Linked DNA regions of Sus scrofa: region 1 is linked to region 2. The links are chromatin contacts, called in public Hi-C maps. All regions are on one chromosome and are shown on one strand. The core of a region is the stretch at or near the end of the contact, and the rest is flanking DNA. Distances in the headings are between cores, read along the strand shown.

Region 1 (2,700 bases), core at 120-2,619, 53 kb after region 2:
TATTAAGGAATCATACCTTGGCTGAGATTGTTTTTTAAAACCTGTGTTCATACAAAAACATTGGTTGTTTTTTTCCCACCCAGAATGTCATTATTGTAAACAGTGTAAAATGAAAGGTGATTTCATTCAGTGAACTTTTCTCAACTAACATTAGTCACAGAATCATTTCCAAACTTCTCTGGATTGGATTCCTAAGAGCATCAGTTCAGGCCAACTAATGTGAGCAGAAATGACATTGCCCTGTACTGACCTGACCTTTGAAAACATCCATGCTATAACCATATTTATTCCATTTATTGTTGACTAGAAAAATAACCTGAACTAGTACAGAGAATTTGAAGTCACGTGTTGAATATACCAAAGCCACAAAAGAGCCAGTACTTAGGAAACTGAATCACTGTTTAGAGGAGAAAAAAATAAGAAGATTCATCTGATCAGGAGTGCCTGTGTGGTGCTCTGATACAAAGGAAAGTTAAATTTCTCTTAGGATCAGATTGCTGACAGTTTGCTGTTCACTTGTTGCAGCAGCTAGCATTAAGTCAACTGACCAATGTCTGCAACAACAGACTATCCTGAAAACCTTTCCATTAAAAATAAACTTCCCACGTAGGAACAGCAAATGGCCCCCAATAACTTCATCAAATTTAAGAAATTACTCTATAAAACATTTATTCAGTGAAATAATCATAGTCTCTCTAAACATATTTTTGATACTTCATGATTTTCATTTCAAATATTTTTCAGCATGTGTGGAAATGTGAGGTGAGATTGCTTTGGGGGTCAAATCAAACAATAATGTTACTGATTAAGATGTGTCACAAGTGTGCCTTTTTTCTCTCTTGACTCTTCGTTGACGATTGTTGCATAAGGGAAAGGCACGCTTCAGTTTCTACTCTTACAACCTCCCAGGCACAGGAACTACATTCCTCCTTTTTGAGATAGCGATGGATTCTTTGGAAATATTTCCAGACAACACTTCCCAAATAGGCACAAGCCAGATTGTTATCTTCCATCTGCTCTAGTCGTTCCAGGCCGTGATCAAGGCGAGAGAGCAGTTGATCGAGGAGGGTGTCGTTCCAAGCAGCACGGCTGGTCTCTGTGTTGAAGAGGTTGATGATTTGCTGGAGCATCAGAGGGTGGTAACAGGTGCCTTGAGATGTCTGTGTTCTGGTGGTTTTGCCTCCTTTCCAAGGAAATTGGAAGTCAGTTCTGTCCTTTAGGCATGCCTGAGAGGAGATCCTTTTCATCTGTCTTAAAAGCATGAAGATTTCTCTATTCTTTAGCCTATGGATCCCAGAGAATTGGCCAAGAGTGCCAGCAGCAGTGGAGGAGAGTATCACTCTTGCCAGGAGCAAATGGATGTGGGCCATTGAGAATTTCAGTCGATTCAGGAGAGGGCCGCCAGGGGGCGCGCGCGGGCACCGCTAAACTGTAAGCGAGAACGTTCCTTCCCCGAACCCAGGGCAGAGTGCTTCTCTAGGCGGTGTTTTGGAAACACTGACTTTCAGAGGCTGTAGTTTCCGCGGGGCTGGCAGCGCGAGAGAAAGAGCTGATCGTCTGCACGGAGCAAGTTGGTGCTGCTTTAATAGTGCACGAAAAACCTCCCGAGTCCCTGACTGCTGAAGAGCGAGGCTAGTCCCGGCTTCACCAGCGATATTATTGTCTGGTAGGGATCTGGGAACCTTGCATTTTCCGAGCTTTCGCCTGAGTTTTCTGCGGTATTTTCGTACAGAAACTTTAGCGAGGTCATTTTTTAACGGAAGAATCTGTTTCTGATTGAGAGCCAGTTGTAGCCAGTTTTACAGATTGGGGCTTTTTAGGAGCGATGCAGGGGCAGCGCAGAGAAAGGGGGATGTGGAGTTCCCATTGTGGCACAACGGAAATGAATCTGACTAGGAACCAGGAGTTTGCAGGTTCGTCCCCTGGCCTTACTTAGTGGGTTAAAGATCCGAGGTGGCCGTGAGCTGTGGTGTAGGTTGCAGACGCGGCTCGGATCCTGGGTTGACGTGGCGCTGGTTGTGGGTGGTATTGGCCGGCAGCTGTAGCTCTGATTCGACCCCTAGCCTGGGAATCTCCATATGCCGCTAATGCGGCCCTAAAAAGCTTAAAAAACAAAACAAAACAAAACAAAACAAAAAAACAAAAGAGAGAGAGAGAGACAGAGAGAGAGAGGGAGAAAGGGGGGACAGGGCGGCCGCGGGAGGACTGGGAGGTGTTAGGGACGCCCAGGTGGTGATTTGGCGCGTGTCCTCCTCATGCCAGAGGACGGGAAAGCTGTGCCCCAAGAGTCTCTGTGACTTTCCTGGTGTCATTCAAGGCTACAGAGTTAAATTATTGAAGAATTGGAAAGAAGGAATGTTTAAAAACTTGAAGCATTTTACCTTTTATATTTTTAAATTAAATTTATTTTAATTGATATCCGTTTAATTTAAATTACTTTTAAATTATTTTTATATTTTAATAATTTATTGAACTATTTTAAAATATAAAAAATTAAATATTAAAATATATATGATTGAAACACAGCACTATATCAAACTTTATGTGAACTTTTTTTTTTTTTTTTTTTTGGCCAAGCTCATGGCAAAGGGAATTTTCCAGGCCAGGGCCAGGAATGGAACCTCAGCCATAGCTATGATGCAACCCAGTGACAACGCCAAGATCTTTAAGCTACTACCCCACAAAGGAACTCCAAAACCT
Region 2 (2,700 bases), core at 200-2,699:
TTCTATGCCCTCTTCTGATTGGATCATTTCTGTTCCCATGCTTTACAATTCAGGGAATTGCTTGGAAGTCGCCAGCCCCAGTACCCAATGGACATTGGCAGTTACATGCCTACCAGTCAATGTAGAGAATAACTTCTACTTTTGCTTTTAAAGCCTTACATGGCTTGGTTCACCTTCTGCTGACAGAATTTCATTTTTCTCCCTTCTTTTCCTCATAGCATTAAACCAACCTGATGTTAAATTCTAACATTAGTTAGTATTGGTTATAAACATAAATGGTATTTAATTTTCAATTAACTGATTATTGTTTTCAGGTTACTTTCCCTACTCAAGTCAAAGATGCTAGAAAGCAGAATTGGATTTCTTATGTTCATCTCTCTATCCTGGGGCTATCATACAAGCTGTCTTTGAGGAAGTTTGTATTCTCTTCTAACTTGAATGTCATAATGATGGGGAAATGAATTGCATGAAGGATTATATAATCAGGTTGCACATTCAGGGTTTGTATTTCTTTTTTTAAAAAATAAACAAAAACAAGATGTTTCCTACAGTAAAATTGTAATAAACAAAGATAACAGACCAAATACGAAGGTGGTTTATAAAGTACACATAATATTAAATGCACAAAAAATAATTTAAATCTTACAGATAAATAAATATTAAAATAGATAAATAAATAGAGCAGTCAGGGCCATCCATAGGGTACCAGTGAGTATAGAGTAGAACAGGATTTTGCTTAATAATCCTAAAAAAACTTTGAAAATTGAGTCAATTCATGGCAGGATGACAACAGAAATGAGGGGCTATGATCTGGCAGCACAGGAGGAAGTGTGGGCTTGTTAGTCAGTGAGAAGCATTTCCATGATGAACCAGGTGTCTGTCACTCCTTCTTCCTGAATCTGTCTCACAGGTTTCTGGAGGAAGAGAAGGCTCTCATGACTTCTGCCCTGACGATCTCCCAGGCACAGGGGCTGTAGCTCTTCTCTTGCAGATAGAGGGTGAGTCTGTGGAAGTATTTCCTCACAGCCAGGATGGAGTCCTCCTCCAGCAGGGGGGTCCCTTCCAGCCCCGCCTCCTGCATGACACAGGCTTCCAGGTCCCTGAGCTGCTGATCCAGTCCAGTGCAGAACTGGTGCAGGAGGCTCTCATCCCAGGCAGCAGCCGAGCCCTCTGTGCTGAAGAGCTGGAAGGTCTGCTGGAGCATCTCATGCACCAGAGCCATGGCTTGAGCCTTCTGGACCTGGTTGCCCCCCAAGGCCTCTTGGGGGAATCCAAAGTCCCTTCTGTGGTCCAGGCAGGAGAAGGGGGAGATTCTCCTCATTTGTGCCAGGAGCCTCAGGGCCCTGGTGTGAGCCAGGCTGTGGGTCTGAGGCAGGTCACAGCCCAGAGAGTAGATGGCATTGCAGCTGAGTAGCACCAGGGCTGTGAGGAAGGCTGAGGTTGGGGCCATTGGGGACCTTGCAGATGCTGCTGTCCTGGCTGAGGTGGGTGACTCTGTGACCCTGCTCTCTAGGATGTCTGAAGACCTTCCCTCAGGCCTGTGTCTTAAATAGGAACACATTCATTTCCATTTTCTGAATGTTCCCTCTTACTTTCCACTTTTGTTTCTGCTTTTCACCTTGCACTCTCCAAATGGGTTAGGGCAACATTTCTCAGCCATTTCTTTTTCATTATTGCCTTCCCTTCCTCTCTCTACAGAGCCTTTTTAGATTTTTTTCCCCTGATTGTGCCCCATAAAATTTTGTCATCACAGATATACTGTGCATCTATTTGTGTAATCCATGGATATCTCTATCCTTAGAAAAAGAAAGTACAAAGCTTACTCTTTATATTCAGTTCACAGTTGTGAATGACAAAAAGTTTTCAGCTATAAATGAAATGTAAAAGCTATTGAATTTAATTTACCTTTATAACTAAGTCTTGCAACCTAAGTTGGCAGAGTGACTTTTAGTATAATATAGAGACTTACATAAATAAAAATCTATTAAATTACATACTCAGGTAATATTTTTGTAGATAGATTTATAATAATACCAACGTATAGATATTGCCCTGCACTGACCTGTCCTTTGAAACCATCCCATGCTATTCCCATACTTACTCCCTATCCTGTTGGCTAGAAAAAACCTAAAGGAACTACAGAAAATTTGAAGTCATACATAGAATATGCCAAAGCCACATAATAGCAGGTTCCCATGTCATTGAATCATGTTTGGAGCAGAGCCAATTAGATGATTCATCTGATCAGGAGTGCCTGCACTGTATTCTAACACAAAGGAAACAAATTTCTCTTAGGATCAGATTGCTATTTACTTGTTGCAGCAGCTGGTATTAAGTCAACTGACCAAAGTGTGCAACAACAGACTATCCTAAAAACCTTTCCATTAAAAATAAACTTCCCACATAGGAACAGCAAATGGCCCCCAATAACTTCATCAAATTTAAGAAATTACTCTATAAAAACATTTATTCAATGAAATAATCATAGTCTCTCTAAACATATTTTTGATACTTCATGATTTCCATTTCAAATATTTTTCAGCATGTGTGGAAATGTGAGGTGAGATTGCTTTGGGGGTCAAATCAAACAATAATGTTACTGATTAAGATGTGTCACAAGCGGGACTTTTTTCTCTATTTGACTCTTCTTTGAGGATGGTTATATGAGGGAAAGACACACTACAATTTCTACTCTGACAA

What was found. Hi-C and Micro-C count contacts between places; a contact is called where the count stands out from the background.
Region 1: a Hi-C map of alveolar macrophages shows a contact between it and region 2, with 2.4 times the contacts expected there. The contact joins the promoter of IFN-DELTA-6 here to the promoter of IFN-ALPHA-1 in region 2. A contact is called at or near these places in 11 of 47 Hi-C or Micro-C datasets (alveolar macrophages, blood, fibroblasts and 6 more) and 2 of 2 datasets of contacts at active chromatin or transcription factors (alveolar macrophages and skeletal muscle).

What each region holds. Positions count from the first base shown.
Region 1 is chr1:201,341,973-201,344,672 of Sscrofa11.1, forward strand. It overlaps IFN-DELTA-6 (interferon-delta-6), which reads right to left and starts at 1,370. Exons shown (of 1, transcript NM_001166312.1): 1 at 816-1,370. The coding sequence starts at 1,370. The coding sequence ends at 816.
Region 2 is chr1:201,289,234-201,291,933 of Sscrofa11.1, forward strand. It overlaps IFN-ALPHA-1 (interferon-alpha-1), which reads right to left and starts at 1,450. Exons shown (of 1, transcript NM_001166311.1): 1 at 905-1,450. The coding sequence starts at 1,450. The coding sequence ends at 905. It also overlaps the pseudogene LOC110255449.